3 separate regions of the Sus scrofa genome follow, and all the other regions are linked to region 3. A link is a contact called in public Hi-C and promoter capture Hi-C data. All regions are on one chromosome and are shown on one strand. The core of a region is the stretch at or near the end of the contact, and the rest is flanking DNA. Distances in the headings are between cores, read along the strand shown.

Evidence for each region. Promoter capture Hi-C pulls out the DNA fragments that hold promoters and counts their contacts. Hi-C and Micro-C count contacts between places; a contact is called where the count stands out from the background.
Region 1: a contact with region 3 is called in a Hi-C map of liver, with 7 times the contacts expected there. The contact joins the promoter of MGAT2 here to the promoter of PYGL in region 3. A contact is called at or near these places in 1 of 47 Hi-C or Micro-C datasets (liver) and 1 of 2 datasets of contacts at active chromatin or transcription factors (alveolar macrophages).
Region 2: a contact with region 3 is called in a promoter capture Hi-C map of liver, with 4 times the contacts expected there. The contact joins the promoter of RPS29 here to the promoter of PYGL in region 3. A contact is called at or near these places in 1 of 5 promoter capture datasets (liver), 1 of 47 Hi-C or Micro-C datasets (liver) and 1 of 2 datasets of contacts at active chromatin or transcription factors (alveolar macrophages).

What each region holds. Positions count from the first base shown.
Region 1 is chr1:179,477,041-179,479,740 of Sscrofa11.1, forward strand. It overlaps MGAT2 (mannosyl (alpha-1,6-)-glycoprotein beta-1,2-N-acetylglucosaminyltransferase), which reads left to right and starts at 1,424. Exons shown (of 1, transcript NM_001128482.1): 1 at 1,424-2,700. The coding sequence starts at 1,424. It overlaps RPL36AL (ribosomal protein L36a like), which reads right to left and starts at 780. Exons shown (of 2, transcript NM_213917.1): 1 at 750-780; 2 at 1-46. The coding sequence starts at 15.
Region 2 is chr1:179,455,547-179,458,246 of Sscrofa11.1, forward strand. It overlaps RPS29 (40S ribosomal protein S29), which reads right to left and starts at 1,301. Exons shown (of 3, transcript XM_021101317.1): 1 at 1,141-1,301; 2 at 811-910. The coding sequence starts at 1,202. It also overlaps LOC102723301.
Region 3 is chr1:180,702,799-180,705,498 of Sscrofa11.1, forward strand. PYGL (glycogen phosphorylase L) reads right to left here and starts at 1,326. Exons shown (of 21, transcript NM_001123172.1): 1 at 1,084-1,326. The coding sequence starts at 1,326.

The sequences.
Region 1 (2,700 bases), core at 174-2,673, 1.2 Mb before region 3:
AGGTACGTTGACCATCTTTGCAACAGGGGTGTTTTCACGATGAATACTGTGGTAAAATATTTAAAATACAGCAACAGACGTTAAACATTTTGAAATTTTAAGTTTTGTAAATATGGAAATAGTAACATTACAGAAATCATTAACGTATAAATGCACCAAATACGCATTTTCCACACGAATAAATATATATATGTGCACAACTCTTTAGAAGGCTAATCATCGGAGCAGTGATAAAATGAGGCTCACTAAAATAAGGGCCAGAGCAGCAGCATAAGGATGCCCTATACAGTCAGGTCCCCCTACTGACTCTAAGTTCCAAAGTGGGTTCCTTTGGTCCTTAATTTACCGTGGTTACCCAACAACTAAAGCGTGGTCGTGTGATAATCTACTCTCCTTCGGAAGAGTGGGAGAGTGAGCGCGAGAGCCAGTCTGGCTCCGGGTGCGGTGTAGCTGGTGCCAAGGCCGAGCCCGGCCCTTCTCTGAGGACCGCAGCAACGTGGTTTGACTTCTCCCTCCGAAACACGGTCTCCCTTCAGCGGCCCCGAAGGCTGACGTGTCCTTAACAAGTGCCTCCCGGCCCGGCAGCCGCCATGCGGGAGCCCCTTCCCGGAAGGGAGAAGCCCGTTCTTGAAATCCCCCAAGGCGGCGGGCCTCGCCCTCCCTCTCCTACCAGGGTTCGCCCGGCCACCCCGGGATCCTGAGCTTCGGGGGCTCCAGTCGAGACCGCTACCACTCCGCGTGTAGCTTACCAGTAAAACCGATGTCCACGTTCCGGGTCTCGCTCTGCTCTAGCCTCACCGGAAAAGGAGGATCGGGACGGAAGCAGGAACTGAGCCTGAGCGACAGCGCCGCGGCCCAATAAGAGGCGGGCAGCGACGCCCGGTCGTCTCCCGACGCGTCGGGGAAGCGCCAACCGACGGCCCGAGGGGCGGGCCGGAGGGGTGTGGGCCCGGGGGCCGCGGAGCTCCGCGAGCCAGTTGCTGGTTGTCAGGACAGTCTCCGCGGGAGTGGGACGAGGTTGCGTCCCTCGGTCCGGGACGTCCGGTGCCTGCGTAAGGATGAAAGCCCAGAGGACGCAGGGCCGCTGGAAGCGCAGGTAACGGAGCCGGGGTGCGGTGGGGCCGCGGCGGGCTTCTCGGACCCGTGCCGGATGGAGAGGACCGAGGCGACGCTGAGTCGCGGCTCCTAGCGGCGGGACAGCCTGAGCTGCAGCTGCCAGGCGAGGATGTGTGGAGCCCGGGCGGCACAGGGGAGCTGAGCGCCTTCGGGCCCCAGGACCCCCGGGGCCAGGGATGAGTTAGCGAGGGCAGCCGCGGAGGCCCATTCCGATCGCTGCAGGCCACGGCCGCCGCCCGCCCGCCCTTTCCGTGCGGGATCCGCTAGCTCCTTTACGCGCCTGCCCGCGCTCCCGGCCCCGGAGACCATGAGGTTCCGCATCTACAAGCGGAAGGTGCTGATCTTGACGTTCGTGGTGGCCGCCTGCGGCTTCGTCCTCTGGAGCAGCAATGGGCGACAAAGGAAGAATGAGGCCCTCGCCCCGCCGCTGCTGGACGCCGAGCCCGTGCGGGGTGCGGGCGCCCGGGCCGGGGACCATCCTGCCATATCCGTGGGCATCCGCCGGGGCTCCAACGATTCGGCGGCTCCGCTGGTCGCGGCAGCCCCGCAGCCCGAGGTGGACAACCTGACGCTGCGGTACCGGTCCCTAGTGTACCAACTGAACTTTGACCAGACGTTGAGGAATGTGGATAAGGTCAGCTCCTGGGTCCCCCGCGAGCTTGTGCTGGTGGTCCAGGTGCACAACCGGGCCGAATACCTCAAACTGCTCCTGGACTCACTTCGGAAAGCCCAGGGAATCGACAACGTCCTCGTCATCTTTAGCCATGACTTCTGGTCGACTGAGATTAATCAGCTGATCGCTGGGGTGGATTTCTGTCCGGTTCTGCAGGTGTTCTTTCCTTTCAGCATTCAGTTGTACCCTAACGAGTTTCCGGGTACTGACCCCAGAGATTGCCCTAGAGACCTGGAGAAGAATGCAGCTTTGAAAATGGGATGCATTAATGCTGAATATCCCGACTCCTTCGGCCATTACAGAGAGGCCAAGTTCTCCCAAACCAAACACCACTGGTGGTGGAAGCTGCATTTCGTGTGGGAGAGGGTCAAAGTCCTTCGAGACTATGCTGGCCTCATACTTTTCCTAGAGGAGGATCACTACGTAGCCCCAGACTTTTACCATGTCTTCAAAAAGATGTGGAATTTAAAGCAGCAAGAGTGTCCTGAGTGTGACGTTCTCTCCCTGGGGACCTATACTACCGTTCGCAGTTTCCGTGACGTTGCTGACAAGGTAGATGTGAAAACGTGGAAATCCACGGAGCACAATATGGGTCTGGCCTTGACCCGGGATGCCTATCAGAAGCTGATCGAGTGCACAGACACTTTCTGTACTTATGATGATTATAACTGGGACTGGACACTTCAATATTTGACTGTATCTTGTCTTCCAAAATTTTGGAAAGTGCTGGTTCCTCAAGTTCCTAGGATTTTTCATGCTGGAGACTGTGGTATGCATCACAAAAAAACCTGTAGACCATCCACACAGAGTGCCCAAATTGAGTCACTCTTAAATAGTAACAAACAGTACATGTTTCCAGAAACTTTAACTATCAGTGAAAAATTGACAGCAGCCCTTTCCCCACCTAGGAA
Region 2 (2,700 bases), core at 51-2,550, 1.2 Mb before region 3:
CACATAAGTGTCACATGAACAATTATTACCCACAGTAATTCACCAAAATAAGAACACTTTTTTGGCTGCACTCTCGGCATGTGAAGTTTCTAACCAGGGATCAAACTTATGTCACAGCAGTGACACCACCAGATATCTTTAAGCAACTGAGCCACCAGGCAACTCCCAAGCACATATAGAGAAGCAGGTTCTACTTAATTACTGAGGCCTAACTATGAATCAAAAGGCCAGAGATGCAGCTCAAAGACCCAATAAGAAATGTTTTCACCTCTGAGCTTCATATATACATTAATTTTTGCAACAATACTGCCATTTAGCTTCCACAGGTAAAACCTTTGCTTCAAGACACGTGACCCAAGTCATTATGACTACCTGCCTGAATCCTCAAAAAACATACATGGCCCCAAACCTCAAGCTCATTCCCCTACATGACGCTAACTCGTAACTCAACATTTCAAGACAGTGGTCAACTCATGTACTTTGCTTAAAAATAGCTAGATAGGATTAGAGATCTAATGTTGAATTTTAGCATGGTTTCATAAAAGTAAATAGTTTTATACACACTTTACACGGCACCTCGAACTGGCGAAAATGGTAAAATGGGATTACAAAGACTTCTTTTAAGGCCTTCACTGCATCCCCGCCATTCTATTCACATGGCTGCCACAAACCCTGAACAGTGTCATCCTCTACCAAGAACAGCGCTGCTAACTAAACGCAGAAAACGTCATTGGCCGAAAGCCCACACCAAGGAACTACCCCTTGTTGGCCTCTCCCAGAAATAGGAGCATGCGGCCCGCGGACGCATACCTTGATGAAGCCAATATCCTTCGCGTACTGGCGGAAGCACTGGCGGCACATATTGAGGCCGTATTTCCGGATCAGACCGTGCCGGTTTGAGCAGACTCGGCTGCAAATAGAAAAAATTAACGCAAGTCGCAGAAAGTAAACAATTCGGCACTCAGAGAGCCACCACCCACACTGCTGGTCACCAAAGACCCATGAGAGGCCTGTAATGGCGGCAATCAAGCTCCGATTCCGTCTCCCCCCACGCGCAAACCTGCGGGGCTCCGCCATTCTATTTCAAGCAGCGTCGCGCCCCAGAGGAACCCTTCCCTGAAGCGACATTCTGTTTCTCACCAAGAGCGAGAACCCTGACCGAATTTTCTTGGATGGCTCCAGTAGAGCTGCTGGTGACCCATCTTGCTCTCTCGGCTGCAACGAGGCAAAAGGACAGACTTAGCGCACGCATGCGCTCTTCAAAATTTTGGACACAGTTTACCCAGAAGGCAGTGCGGACCAGTGACGCGTGCGCAGTGTGGCCACGCTGTTCCTCGGGGGTGGGAGTGAAGAGGAAGCATGGAAATAGTCTGGGCGGGCCCTGCTGATGACGTCACCACACCGCAGCCTCTAGTTTTGTCTTGCGCCTTCTGCCACCGCCGGGCGCGGTGGCGCGCGCCTGTAGTCCCAGCTACTCGGGAGGCTGAGGCTGGAGGATCGCTTGAGCCCAGGAGTTCTGGGCTGCAGTGCGCTATGCCGATCGGGTGTCCGCACTAAGTTCGGCATCAATATGGTGACCCTCCGGGAGCGGGGGACCACCAGGTTGCCTAAGGAGGGGTGAACCGGCCCAGGTCGGAAACGGAGCAGGTCAAAACTCCCGTGCTGATCAGTAGTGGGATCGCGCCTGTGAATAGCCACTGTACTCCAGCCTGGGCAACATAGCGAGACCCCGTCTCTTTTGGAATAAATTTTTCTTTTGAACCCTCAAATAATTGATCTCAGTATTCTGCTATTTTCCTCTTCAGAATCCTTCACATTTTTTTAAATTAAAGTCTTAAACTCGTAAAGGAAAAAGGACGTTTGCCTCAACTCTACACTGACCCCTACTGGGATAAAATAGCAAAAAAACTTAAAATCAACTGTAATAACTAGGAGTCAACGGTAGGAGTTCCTGTTTTTAAACAGAATACGTTTTCAAACTTATTTTTAATTGACACACACCATTCCAGAAAAATGACATGAGACTTAGGATGTTTAATATTTCAGTGTAGTTAGTTAAGTTTAAAGTTAAGAAACAAGTAAATATCCAATGTATGTTGCTTTGACCAAATGATCTGGTAACAAAATAACTAGCAAGAATCACACGCCTTCTAATAATCTGCCGAAAAAGTCTCTAAAATCCACGTGGTCATTTATAATGTCTGTAAATAAACGAAAAATTAAGTATGAATCTAAAATAAGAGCTTTAACTAGAAATATAAAATGTACCACAGGGTGCAAAATATAGGAAACTTTTATGCATGAATTCTTACATTAGAACTGAAACACTACACCTCTTAAAGGTACGTTATTTCAGGATTATGAAATTCCCCATCCAAATTGGGAACTTTTTTACATAATGAAGGAATCAAGTCAGAGACTGAAAAACCAGATATGGCTTGATCCTGCTCTCAAAACAAATGTAGTGAGGAAAATAGTATTATTACCTGAACCCTTCCTTTCATTTTGTCTCTCTCTCTCTCTCTCTTTTTTTTTAAGAGCCCTTTCTTCCAGATTCAACTTCTGCCACTCAGTGACACGTATACAACTAAATAAGCAATTCGTTCTGGATTTTTCGTTTTGTTTTTTTGTTTCTTAGGACATTTTATATTAAATGACAGATGTACTAATAGACTACAAGAGGAGAAAGAAAGAGATTAA
Region 3 (2,700 bases), core at 76-2,575:
TGCAGCTGCCAGCGCTGCTCTCTCACCCTGTCTCTGCACAACACAATCCCTCTGGTTGCCAAGTCCTCTTCAATTTTCCCCTTCCCAGATCGGCCAGGTAGAGTGTTCCTCCGTGATGAGGCAGCGTCCACTCCAGCCCCTGCGCAGTGGGTAGGGGTGGTCTGTGAACAGCCTGTTACAGCAAGTCTGTAGCCTGGCCCTGCACCTCCACCCCGCAGGACTCAAGTCAGTCCAGGAGGTAGTTCTTCTGTGGCGCAGCGGGATATGGCGTTGTCACTGCATTGGCTTGGTCGCTGCTGTGGTGCCACCGAATGAATCCCTGGCCTGGGAACTTTCACATGCCGAGTGAGGCGGTCAAACAAGCAAACAAACAAAACAAAAAACAACAACAAAAGGGCTGCCAAGTCCTCCACGCCCGACTCCCAGGAACTGGGGAAAGCAGGGGAGGGGTGGGGACAGAGCTCTGATGGGGGAGAACTCTATCCTCCCTCTCCACCACACCCAGGCAGTGCCTACAGCAGGCCACCTAGTCCTCAAAGCACCTTCCTCCAACTCTGGCCCACCTGCCCCCTCAGCTCCTACTGCCCTTTGACGATCTTTGCATTCGTCTCTCCTCCCTAAACATTGAGCTTCCCCGAGGCAAGGCATTAACCGCTTTGTTCAGGGCCTACTATCTGGGGCCTGTGCCTGGCACCCAGGAGACGCCAGCTACCTCTGGATTAAAACCTTAAGAGTAGATGCACCAAAAAAGTTAATGAATTTAAGCAGAGAGGCGAGGGAGGCCTAGCCATCTACTCGGGACGGTCCCTGGGGGCGGGCAGAGCTGTGGTTTGGGTGAGATGACGCTCGGGGTGGGGTGTTAGCGGAGTGCCGGATCTGTCCCCCGGGCTGCCCAGCCGCCGCCCAGACACTGCCCTGGACTTCCCGGGCAGCGAGAGCCGGGTTAGGAGAGGTCACAGCGAGGGCTCCTCCCAACGGCCCCGGACGCCGCCAGGACAGCCGGCTGCTGGAGTGCGCGGCCCCGGAAGGGTGCGACCGGTGCATGGGCGGCAAGGAAACCACCGCGCGGCGCCGGGCTCGTACCTTGGGGCACTTCTCATAGTAGTACTGCTGCGTGCGGATCCAGCGCCCCACCAGGTGGTCGCGCACTGTGTGCGCCAGCGCGAAGAAGTAGTCGCGAGGGGTGGCCACATTACGGTCCTTGACCAGTGTGAAATGCAGGTGTCGGTTGAAGCCCTTCTTCAGCTCGGCCACGTTCTCCACGCCCACGATGCCGCGGATGCTGATCTGCCGCCGCTTCTCCTGGTCTGTCAGGGGCTTGGCCATGGCGGCGGGCAGCGCAGCCAGCGGGACGCGCTTCCCAAGGCGCCGGGTGGCAGGACAGGGGCGGAGCCTCTTCGCGCCGCAGGCCGCTTTTGAGTCTCAGGAAAGTTTGGGGTCTGCCCCTCCGCACGGCGCCGCCCGGGTTCCAGCTCCCACGACTGTCCGGCGCAGCGGAGGGAGGGCCGGCCCCTCCCGGGGCTCTGGGCGGAGCTGGGCGGTAGCTGAGGTCTGAGGGCGAGCGTGCTCAGCCTTCCTGCCTGGCTGGTGGCCAGGAGGGGCTGAACCCTCTTGGCGGCAGAAGGTGGGACCTTGGGTGACGCACAAGAGTGCGAGGCTCCCTTCCGGATCTGTGGATTATGTGTCTGTTGGGGCGATGCGGGGGAGCGGGTGGATGGGACATTGGTTCTGTCTCCTCACTCTAAAGTCTTGGGTACTAGAAGTATGTCAGTGTGTGAAAGCGTGGTAAGCAGATAAGGTAGGGAGCCCCTGGAGAAAGAGAACCAGGCACGGCTTTCTTGAAATAAAAGAAGGCATTTTTGGCCTAAGCCCCTTTGTGATGTAAGCTGCTAAGCCCTTGCATAGGTCTCAGTAACTATGGATAGTAAGGAAAATAAGAGAATGCAGGAACAAATGAAAAGCGGTCAAGAAACAGGAGGTCAGCAATAAAACCGTCCAGTTCCAGATATATTGACAATCCCATACCCTTTATGTTCTGCAGGAACTAAGGCCCCCATCCAGGTGGGGGATGGCATGATGACGCTGACCCTCCAGACTTTACTCAACTAAAGCTTGGACTCTGTTTACATTTACCCCATTTCTTTCCTGAGTTCTCAGCCCAAGCCCCTTCCTGATATGCATGTACCCATAGCTTAAAAATTCCCCTATTTTGGAGTTCCCTTCATGGTGCAGCGGAAACAAATCCGACTAGGAACCATGAGGTTGTGGGTTTGATCCCTGGCCTTGCTCAGTGGGTTGAGGATCCAGCGTTGCCATGAGCCATGGTGTAGGTCGCAAACTCGGCTTGGATCCTGCCTTGCTGTGGCTGTGGCTGTGGCGTAGGCCTGCGGCTACAGCTCCGACTGGACACCTAGCTTGGGAACCTCCATATGCTGTGGGTGCGGCCCTAAAAAGACAAAAAAAAAAAAAAAAAAAAAAATTCCCCCATTTTGCCATTGGGAGAGATACTGCTTGGGAAAGATCCCTGGTATTCTGTTTACTTGTTTCCTTATCTGCATATTTGGCTTGGCTGTGTCTTTTGGCTGACACCCACCAAGAGGCAAACCCCATTCGGGTAACAACGTGTTGCTGGCAAACTTTTGTTTTACAGAGATTTATTTGCTATGTTGTTATTATTGCTGTTATTTCCCACCTGGAGTG